Linked DNA regions of Oryzias latipes: region 2 is linked to region 1. The links are chromatin contacts, called in public Hi-C maps. All regions are on one chromosome and are shown on one strand. The core of a region is the stretch at or near the end of the contact, and the rest is flanking DNA. Distances in the headings are between cores, read along the strand shown.

Region 1 (5,255 bases), core at 317-2,816:
TAATGACCATATCTGGTTTCCTGAGCTCCACTAGACTCCCTCCGTGCAGATGAATGACATCAGCTGGAGAAGCCGTGCACACTGCTGGTTCATGCTTCCACTGTGAGAGCGCTTAAGCAGACACTGCAATTTTCTCAAAATTCAGAGAGGGAAATGATTACGATGCTGCAGCTCCCCTTTTTGACCATCTGCAGACAGGTTTAGGGATCAAATGCAGCCTTAAGTCTGATTGACTCAGCAGAGACACATTTTCATACTCCCAAAACCAGTACTCTCAAGCATCCAAATATCTACTTTTCTGATTGTCTTCCTTTGAAACTTCCCAGTAACTGAACTCGGGGGATGAAACTGAAATTAGCACGGTGCCTCATAAAACCACTATTTAAACCTAAGACAGGTTCAGAAGGTAAATAGTCACAATTGTCTCCCAGTTTTGGTGCATTGGACCAACTGACACCTACAGTTAAAGGACAAACATCACTTTTGGAATACTCATCTTAATTGTTCTATTCTCCAAATGGGACATTTTGACTTGAGTCTGCCACTCAACTTTCAATTAAATGTGCCCAGCTGAGAACGTCTGATCCGCCTGCAACAGACGCCAATAAACTATAAGCCCACAAAGCGTGAGAACAAAAATGACTAAAGTCTCAGCTCAGCTTCACTCTCCCACAGTCAGACACAGAGAGGATGCATGCAGAGAAAGCGAGCCTGCAATTATTCAGCAGAGTGGAAACTGATATGCTGCCATGATGGCTTTGGTCTCAAAAGGCACTCATTTCAGCTGAACTGTTTTCCACTTTAGTCAGCTAAACAGGAGGCCGTGGCCTTTCCATCCCTCAGGAGAGTCGGGGGAGAGTGCAGGATGCGCCCTGGATGGAGGCAAACCACCAGAGGGTGGCGCTGTGCAGCTCACAGAGCGTCAGTGTAGTCCAGCTCTGCTTCACTAACGGTAAAAGAGGGCCCTCATCAAATCATTCTGACAAATCTTCCTCTTACTCTGATTCTGCTAAACTTAAGAACATTTTTATCAAAAAATAGATAAATTAAACTTTTTTAAAGGACATAAAAAAACACATTTGTTGTTGAAAAAAGCAAAAAAAAAAAAACCAAAAATTCTGGAAAACCTGCCTGTTGAATACTTTGATGATACAACACAATGGCTTAAAACGTGGGAAAAGTGCGCTAATGTTTAACAGTTTAAGTCAAAATGGCTTTGAAATACTAAAAGAGAGTTAATGTAAAAAAACAAAACACTTCAATCATTAGAAATAGAAGGAATTCCCGCGCGCTGCGAGGGCGCAGCTCCTACCTGCTGCATCCGATTGATGGATTACTCCAAACCCGCAATGTTTTCTTTGCTCTCCCCCCCCCAAAAAAACGCAAAGAGGATCCTTGAGGAAGACGCGTGGCTGGTTAAAGCATCACAGAAGTCCCGATGTTTTGTTAGCGGCTCGGAGGCTGTCTGCTCCTCATCGCTCCTTCATGGAGTCTGAGGCGGAGAAAGTCCCAGCCGGGACGCTCCTCTCACCCTGCACTTGATGCTGAGGAGGGAGGGAGGAGGAGTAGGAGGATGAGGAGGAGGGGAGAAAAAAGATATGAAAGGAACTTTTTTTCAGTCGTGACAAAAGCTGTTCACGCATGGGTGGGGCCAACCCTCAGGAAAGATGAAGCTGGGGTCCTCAGCTGCAGCAGCAGCAGCTCAGGGTGGAGGCGCATCGCTGCTGCATGCAGCAGGGGGGGGGGGGGGGGTCATGTAACCTCTGCTCTCTGGCTTTGAGTTGATTGTGAACACTTAGACTAGCCGGCTTCTGCTGCGTTTTCATTCCAGTGCAGTGGTGCATGAAAGCCGGCTGTCCTTAGACGGTGAAGCCAAGCCCCCAAATTAAGGCCCCCGCAAAAAAACTACCATAGGATTCCTCCTTTTCTTAGCATCAAGAGGTCCCTGAAATCCTGCACCCTAAAAAAAGAAAAGGCAGCACAAGATGCACATATTTAACTTCATACTCCACTTAAAGACTTTAGTTTCTGCTGAAAAAAGCAGCTCATTTGTGGCGTTTAATGTTTGGGACACCTTAAAAATAAAATGCTGAGAGGATTATTTTAGTGTCACTGAAAGTAAAACACCCAAAAGCGAAGGAAGCAACTAATATGGAGCTTTTGGGTTTCCAGAATGACTTCTTTATTCATAGTTGAATCTGTGTCTGCTGTATCTGACTCAAAACTGTACGGCAGGATAGCTCCAATATTGCTCAACGTTTTTCTGTAATGTTAGGCTGGGGGTGTGAGGGGCCGTAAGCTAGCGGCAGAGCGGGTAAACACACAGCTCAGGTGGCCGACAGGAAGTTCGGGGCAAACTTACTCCTCTCCCACTCACAGGCAAATTTCAAAGATGAAAGGCTGACTGAAGTCACATTTGCCGCTTTACTTCTTCGGCCACAGGGCTGCAGCAAGGATGGATTTGTGATGACCTGCTAAAGCACAGTTTCCGACTGTTCACTTTTTGTCCTTGTTGCTGTACACCAGAAGGATCACCTTGAGAATGCTGTTTAAAAGCTGGCGACGATCCATGAAATCAACTTTTTTCCCAGTTGTGATTGAAAGCTTTAAATGGTATTGAAAGCATAGAAAATGTGACTCAAGGGCAAATCATTGACTGTATATGAGAACTGGACTGGGTGACCCCCCCCCCCCCCCCCGCATTCCAAACAGGAAGTACCTGATGGCTCCAAGAAGCCCTATCCCATGGACTTCTTTAAATAAATAAACAGCTATTACTCAATCATTCTATTTGTCAGAATAACTATTCTTGCTCTGGTACCTTTTTTTTTTAATGTTCTTGATCATCTAACATTTTTGCTCATAATATTTTTTCTGTAGTACAAGTAATAAACTGGCCAATCAGATGCTTAAATAAAAGTATGCCGTCTCACACCCAGCGCTGGAAATGTTTGCTTGACAGATATCGTGTAGCCCGTTTTCAGTGGTAGGGGACTTCCAACAAGCTTGGCAAGGGGGGTTGCCATAGAAATGTGGACTAAGACCCATTTGAACCAATAACAGTTTAATGACATTGTCTGGGTCCAACATGCCAATCTTTCTATTGCAAACAAATGGCGACTGAATTGACTTCCTTTGGTTGAAGCTGGAAGTAGGCAATTTTCTATGGTTGAGTTCCCACTAACCCGATCCCGTTTTCTTCTACAGTTAATGGGACAGATATGGTTTGGCATCTGTAATGGACTGCAGAACTCCTTACCAGATGGGAAATGCATACTCCAATAACCTCAGGATTTTGTATTGTAAGACTGAAAAGGAAAATTTGAATGAGGAGAAATGTGAAACTTTAGAGCCACTGATTTTGCATGTGTATTAACAAACATCCATCTATTTTCTGATCCAGCTGAATCCCTTTCAGGGTCACAGGGTTGCTGTAACTGTAAGGATTCTGTGCTTTGGTTTGATTTTTCAGTTGTGTTCTTGGTTTTGTTCTTGATATGGGTTGTTTTCCCCATCAGTCACTCCAGGTATTGATCATCCACAGCTCTTTTCATTTCTCTCGGTTGCCCTCAGTCTACTTAAGTGTCTGCTCATCTGCTCTGCTATTTCACTTTTTTTGTTACTCCAATGGTTTTGTCATGTTTCACTTTATTTATTAAATGTTTCAGTTTTGTCACCAAGTCTGGTCTCCTGCATATTGGGTCTTGCACCACAAGTTCCTAACCTGTCCCAGCTACAGTTGGCTGAAGGCGGGGTTCACGCTGAACAGGTTTTCAGTCTATCACTGAGACACACAGTCACACTTAGGAAAAATTGAGAGTCACCAACTGACCAACAGGACGTGTTTTGGACGGTGGGAAGAAGCTGGAGCACCGGGAGAAAACCCACGAATGCACGGGGAGAACACGCAAATTCTACACAGAAAGGTCCAGCCAGGGATTCAAACCGGGGCCTTCTCACTTTGAGGTGATAATGCTAACCGCCACTTGTTCATACATGAAAATCATTTCTGATCAGAATTGTTTTTAGGATTTTCAAATAATTCTTTGGACTAAAACAACTCAGATTAGATCCAAAGAAAGCAGTTTAGCTTTGGCTCTCTAAAAAAGCGCAGATCTGGACATCTTTAGGCTATGTTGCAGCTATTGGGACTTTTCACAAGAAAAAATCTTAAGCAGTTTCAGCCAATTTGATTGTCTGCATTCACTCTGATGCTTACCTGTGCCACATTCTCGCCTCTCCTTTGAGCCACAACTGAGTTCAGGTGAAACTTTACGCCTGTTCAAAAAAGACCAAATTCTAAACCTTTTCAAATCTAACCAAACAGCCCAGAGTAGAAGCACTTTAAGTTGTTTTTGACATTTATAGTTGAATGTGCAGTTTTAAACTGTACAAACTCTAGGCTAACTTTTCCCACTACTGCTTAAAGAAGCATGGCATGTTACAGGCCAAAACAAACACTTGAGCTCGAAGCTTCATGTGACCCAAACTCACAAACCAAAGGCTGGTGTGGAAGAGATTGTTTTTCAAGGGTGTCACGTAGCATTCCTTTTATTTTTTTAAATAAGGCTTTAGTTTTTTAAAATACATAAACAACAACACGTAAATCAATATAAATACTGTTATTCTTCACAGGTTGGATTTCCTTAATATCAACCCTCACTGTGATTTTTGTTTTGCTTTATTACAAACAACGTGGAATTAGAAGAGGAGACACTAGCTTTTTCCCATGACGTTACACATTCATGGGATTGGTTTGCTTTGCACATTGCCGTTTTCTATGTCACTTTATAAAAAATGCCATAAAGCTGTTTTTACATTAGTTCAAACAGCTTTTTTCCTCATGCTTGAAATCATTCCTAAAAACTGCCTTAAGTTATTTCTCGTTTGTCCAATATCAGTCTATGTGTTATCATCTGTATTATTTGCAATAGTGACACATTTCCAAAGAACATTAAAATATGTACATTTTGCTGCATTACATTTTTTATACATTCCCACCAGGTGATTGAAAGTCCACGATTACCCGAACTCATTTTAATATTAGCAGTAATAGATGCTAGTGAGTCTGTCCTTTCAAACAGATCCTCATCTGTGTTGTTTGTATCATCCATCAGTCCGTCTGTGTGTGGCCCTGTGTTTGCACTAAATGCCTACCATCTTTTTCTGCAATAAAAACACTCCAACATCCTTCCACATCACAGGTCTGCACACGTCTCAGACCTCCTCCCTGAGACCTCCTTCCTTCTGTGTGA
Region 2 (5,624 bases), core at 1,397-3,896, 200 kb after region 1:
ACCACAAGCAGAAAAGTCCTTCAAAGCAGGACTGTCGTTGTTCACGATTACTTCTCTCAAGTCACGTGACCACTGGTAGTCTAAGCGCTTCTTGACTGAGCCGGTGAAGTATGTGAGTGTCTACTGAAGGCATAATGGGGGGGCTCCATCAAACAGGTGGCAGTGCCTGCATTGACGGGCTCAGACTGTGAACGTGTCAAAAATAATTTGGCGTTTACAATCTCACTTGTTACACATCCAAGACAAGTTTTCACAAAACACAGAAATGACCTCTTTCCATCTGTTGGCTAAAGCTGGATCCATTTATCTGTGAGGCTGGGAAGAAGGGAAGTGGCTTACTTCAAATAACATATATCTGTTTCTCTGTAAATTACCTGTCACCTTTGCTGCCACTCGGTTGCTCCACACCGGCCAATAAAATGGGTAAAGAGGCGCCCAGCCGTTGTTGCAGCAGAGTAGATGCTTGTTGCCTGTTGAGGAGCTTGTGAAATTGCATTTCAGTGTGAAGGCCAGGTTTTTCTTTTTCTTTTTTCCACAAAGCTGCTCTTGTGTTTTTTTCCTATAGACATCAAGCACAAAAGAGCCTCTGCAAGGATTTTAATTTTTTTTTTTACCCCTGATTCTATAATAATTTTGTACAACAACAGCTTGGGAAAGAAAGAAAGTCGATTAACTGTGCTCTCTCACCATCAAGACCTTCAACTCAAGTGGCAGAGTCCCAGTAAAAAGCAAGTTGACCTCAGAAATCCAGGCTCCAGCTTGTAACAGCTGGCGAGTCTTTGTGGAGCAAATTAAAATGTTTGTGCAGGAAAATATCCGTGCTTGTTTCTCATTGAAAAACTGACAATTGCTTTTGTTTGGTGAATGTTTTCATTATTTAGACCTTTGTCTTTGCCTGAGTACACGGATCCAGTAAAGAGTCAGCATATTAGAGCTGCGTCAGCTTTATTTGTGTCAAATTTGGAGGTAACTGCATCGATCCTACAAATTAAAGAGTTAAACGCTGCGACACGTGCATCAAGGGAAATGATTACATTCTGTAAATGTTCTTTTTACACCAAATAATGCAAAATGTTATGATTTTTTGTGATTTAAAATCTAGCTTTCTATTATCCCTTTATAAAAAGACGCTTTTAGTTCTTGTTGGAAATTCAAGATGATTACTGGTAGTATTTATGAGGCTGTTTGTCATCGATAAAGTCACATAAGCTGCTTATATGAGGTTGACTTCATACCAGACCTTTGTTAGAGACACACTCCGATAAAAAGTGTGTTTTTAACGTGTTCTTGTGGCATTTATTTCACGATATACGGCAAATTTAAGGAAAATTTGCTTAAATTTGCATCTCTGAGTATTTCTTTATTCAAATTGTTGTTATTCAGGAGCAGACTGAAAAATGCCGTTTGAAAAAGATTTTATTTATGATGTAAAAAAAAAAAATGAGCAGGCGATAAGTTTTAAGCTGCTTTCAGCAACGCAGAGGGGGGGCAGTCCCGCCCACATTTCTAATGAGCTCCTGCTGCTCTGCTGAAACTAGTCCTAGAAAAGGACACAGGTTTTTGGATTTAGGCTAAAAACAGCATAATCCTCATTAGAATATGACGCTTTTACAAGAGATGATGGGAGTGGGACTTTAACATCTCCTCCAGGTTTGGATCAGGGTTCTGTTTTGTGTACCCGGGTCTGTTGTCGCTGTCATCCCTGGTGGTGCTTTCATGGATGTAATCAAGAGGGACTGCGTCCTTCCTACCACCACACGTAAAAGTAGGGCAAATAGTGGGAAGCAGAATCTCTTTGCTCGCCTCTGTGAATCTGTAAGTAACATGTTGTGGGTTCTCTTGGCCTCAGATGGCAAGAAAGCGAGCTTTTTTATGCCCCGCAGTCACAACAAATTAGCAAATGAATAAGACATTTGGTGTTGCCTGGCCTTCCTCTTGACTGGCTGCTCTGCATGAAGTGAGCTGGCCTTGGTCTTCCTCACTGCAAGTTATCATGGGTGCATGGATGGAGCCCAATGGCCATAAATCTGACAGCTTTTCAAACCAACTGTGAGCTACTTTAAAAACATGTTTTCAAACCTTGGTAATGTTTTAATACCGTCAGAAAAGTTTAAGTCTATATATTTTTTAGGTGACTATGAGACTTTGGCTTCTGGTGAGTCAATTCTGTTGTAAAAAAAAGAATAAAAAGAATTCACACAAAACCTAACTGTAATTTAGAAGAGGCTGGTTTGGTTCTTGCTTGTTGGAATCTCCTCAATGGGTGACAAAACACTGGGAATACTTTTGAAACTTTCCTGCTTTTCCCTGCAAAGGTAAGCTGTTGTCTTGTGTGAGAAAGAGCAGGGAGCGCGGGAGGTGTTGCTGTACTTGTATGCATGTGGAAGAGCGTCCCGGTTCTTTCCTTTGCCCCGGGGACGGGCTCCACAGTGTCACTGCTGCCCATACTCGGTGGCTGAGCAAGGAGGGCCAGGTGGTGGTGCCGAGTGCAGCACAGTCAAGCGTGGACACGGCGCATGCTGACATTTGCCTTCATGACTGCTGCAGGGAGAGAAAAAATCTGCTTTTCCATATGCTTGTGCTCATTGCAACCCTCCCCTACACTCTCTGCTCCCCCCCACACTGCCCTCCTTAGCCCCCTCCCTTCCTTCAGTCCCAAGCAGATGGCTCCCTGAACATTGTTTACCTTGGGTGGCGGTCCCAGATGCAGAGTGTATCCATCGGCATCCCCGTTACGCCTGTTTAGTTCCCTCTTTCCTCTGCACCCTCTCAAGTGCCAGCTTCAGCTCTTCAACTGGAGTTGCTTGACTTTATAAACACAACAAGCAGACAAACTCACTTCTACGTCTGAATTATCTCCTTTTCCGTCTCACCCTCGCCTACGTTGGGATGCTGTTTCTCTCTTCATCACTTTGACACCCAAACTTAGAGGTGCTCAGCCTGTCTGTTTGTTTTGCCGCATGTGTTGACCCATGTGAGCCCCCTCATGTTTTTTTGTATTTTCATTTTAAAAAATAGGCCTCCAGATGTTGCCAGCACAGAGGGCCAGATGCATTTGGCACCACTGGGTGAGGCGCCTCAGCACCGCGGCGTCCCGGAAAGCTGAACCTCACCCCCCGCTATCTTGATCCCTAAACTCCAGGAACCATTCATTTGTGCTGGATTTCTTATCGGCTCTCTGCGTCTTTTAGAGGAAACACTACAGTGGATTGAAGCAAGTCTCTGGAATGTGCGTGTGCTCTAGTGCTGTAGGTTATTTCTCCCCTTAAATCTGTTGCTAAAGGTGCCTCCTTCTTTAGACTCCTCTTTGTGGAATCTGACTGTTTGTTCACATTCCGACTTGTGTGAGCAGGATACTTGTTTTAGTGCCCTTGGCCTTGAGAGAGGCAGCGTAGAGGGTAGTGCGCAGCAGAGAGCTTCCATTGCTGGAGGCTGAATAGCTTTTTAATGAAGGTGTTGTGCTGAAGTAGCGGTTCTACAAATTGAATATGGGCTAAAGACGGTGTGCAGAGGAGGGAGAGGACCGCTGAATGAAATGAACAGGTTCTTCAGAAGGTTGGCGGTTCAGTTGATTTCACTGGATTTGGACAGTAGCGGGTCAGGCTTGGGACTTCACCGCCAGTCATCTCTTGACTAGCTCATAAAAATAAAAATGCTCATGGACCAAAGCTCTTTTGTGTTTCTCAGTATGGCTTTGATTCCTGTAGAGCGAGTGGCTCCGAAGGTGCTGGCATCAAGTCCCTGAAAGAACCAGCCTTTTCCTCTGGAAATTCAGTTCCTTTTATAACCAAAAACTTTTGTATTATTATCACTTTGTAGCTTTATTTCTTTTAAGCATCAAGCACGTTCAACCATTTATAAATTTTTTAAAGCATATTTGATGACGGTTATTTTATTTTTACATACTTTAAATAACACAGCTAAGCCGTAAAGTTTGAGGCTATTTGCTCTCTCCTTCATAGTCCCATTGTGGGATTGCCTCAGGCTTATCACTTCTTTAAAAACCTATTAAAAAAGAAAAAAGAAATCAGTTTTGCATTGATACAATATTTGTCATGAAGCAAGCTCAGGAAATTCCTGCTCTTCTGGGGGAAAAAAAGGCAGAAGTTCTTTGAAAGTTCTCACTTCACCCCAATCTGACCACGTAGCAAAACGTTTCCAAGATTTTAAGTCCAGTTGCCGTGTCTCCACTTCAAGTCATTTTGAATCAAATGTTGACATTTGAGGAACTGTAGCATGTCAGCTTTTTGGACTCTCACTGCTGCACGCTGAGAATGAAGGATAACACCAAAGACTCCTTCATATAATCTGTTCACAACAAATGGTAACATAGAGGGAAATCATTGGGTCTTATTGGAAGGATTTAGAGTTTCTTTATTATTAAAGAATAACCAAAAAAATAATTTGGGTTGATTTTCTTCTGTCTTTGTCTGGCCGTTTGACCTCCGTTGGGAATCAACAGTTAGTAAGTAACCTTTACAGACGTTGATGGGAAGCAGAAAAGCTAAAGGACTGAGGATAGCGTGAGGTTTTTTTTTCTTTGCCCCCTTGTTGCGTATCATCATCAGTTCAAATGAGTTACTTACAAAATAGTATTTCATATCATTTGTTTAGCTTATTATCATTCATCTTATTGTACTTCTGTGTTTTGGGCCGTCTGTGGGGCGAAAATTGACTGTATATGAGAATTATGTGTGATGTCGCCCATAGAAAAGGGGCTTTTATTAAAAGAGGGGCTCCTAAGGTGTATCCATGCCAGATTTGGTGCTAGTACCACACAATGCATTATTATTGTAATACCTGATGGGGTTTCATCATTTGTTCACTTACTCAGATGAACAGCCATGTTTTTGACATTCCTCCATGTGATTCTTGAGGGATTGTGCTCATCATTTTGGAGCTGCTCCTCTCCCCTCAGCCCGTTTGTGTCCTCGCTCGTGTAGATGGTTAGTTTTCATCGGTGATCAGGAGTAACAGCTGGCTCAGAGGAGCCATCTCCCCCTGCCCCCCACTCCCTCGTCACTAACCAGCAGAAACTTCAACAGCTGTCATCTGCTTCCCCAAATGACCCAGCGCTCCTTCCAGCTGCCGTCCCAGCACGCCGCTCCCAGCGCCGCGGTGTGGTTTAAAGGCTAGAGGTTTTCTGCTCGGCTTTTCCAAAGTGTTCATCCACAGTCCCCTTAAAGAGGTGCAGACCTGTCACCTTCTGAGCTTTGAACTCTGCTCTAGTCTCATGAAATGAAACCTCAAAGAAAGTCAAATCAGGAATGCTTTGACAAACCACAGTTCTGATTGAATGGAGAGATTATGCTGTTGTTTTCTGAAATGAAGAACTCATTTTGTGTTTTTTTTGGTGTCGATCAGCATCACCCAAGATCATAAAGCTGCGAGATGAATCCTCCGACTATGTTGACCCGTCCCGAGGAAAGAGTCCCGTCATTAACACTACCTTGGCTCCTGTTAAAGGAATAACCAACCTCGGCAACACCTGCTTCTTCAACGCTGTTATGCAGGTTGGTACTGCTGTGACTTTGGGAGTATAGTTATCGTGTCATCCAAATGTTTGGCGGAGGATGTATCTCTGATGTAGCAACAGAAACCCAGGTTTTAGTGAGTGGATCTCA

The links. A called contact is a pair of places that touch in the nucleus more often than the background predicts.
Region 2: a Hi-C map of gastrula embryo shows a contact between it and region 1, with 2.2 times the contacts expected there. The contact joins the enhancer-like site here to the promoter of prss35 in region 1. A contact is called at or near these places in 4 of 5 Hi-C or Micro-C datasets (embryo, fibroblasts and gastrula embryo).

Annotation. Positions count from the first base shown.
Region 1 is chr16:4,487,930-4,493,184 of ASM223467v1, forward strand. It overlaps prss35 (inactive serine protease 35), which reads right to left and starts at 1,567. Exons shown (of 2, transcript XM_023963902.1): 1 at 1,313-1,567.
Region 2 is chr16:4,689,790-4,695,413 of ASM223467v1, forward strand. It overlaps usp45 (ubiquitin carboxyl-terminal hydrolase 45), which reads left to right. Exons shown (of 18, transcript XM_011484842.3): 6 at 5,365-5,513. Among protein-coding and RNA genes, the nearest start is that of usp45, 8.7 kb to the left of the region's middle. Within about 2 kb of position 2,647, at least 3 of the 8 cell types and tissues checked have an H3K27ac peak or open chromatin away from gene starts, as enhancers often do. A contact at or near this core is called in gastrula embryo, where this site is marked.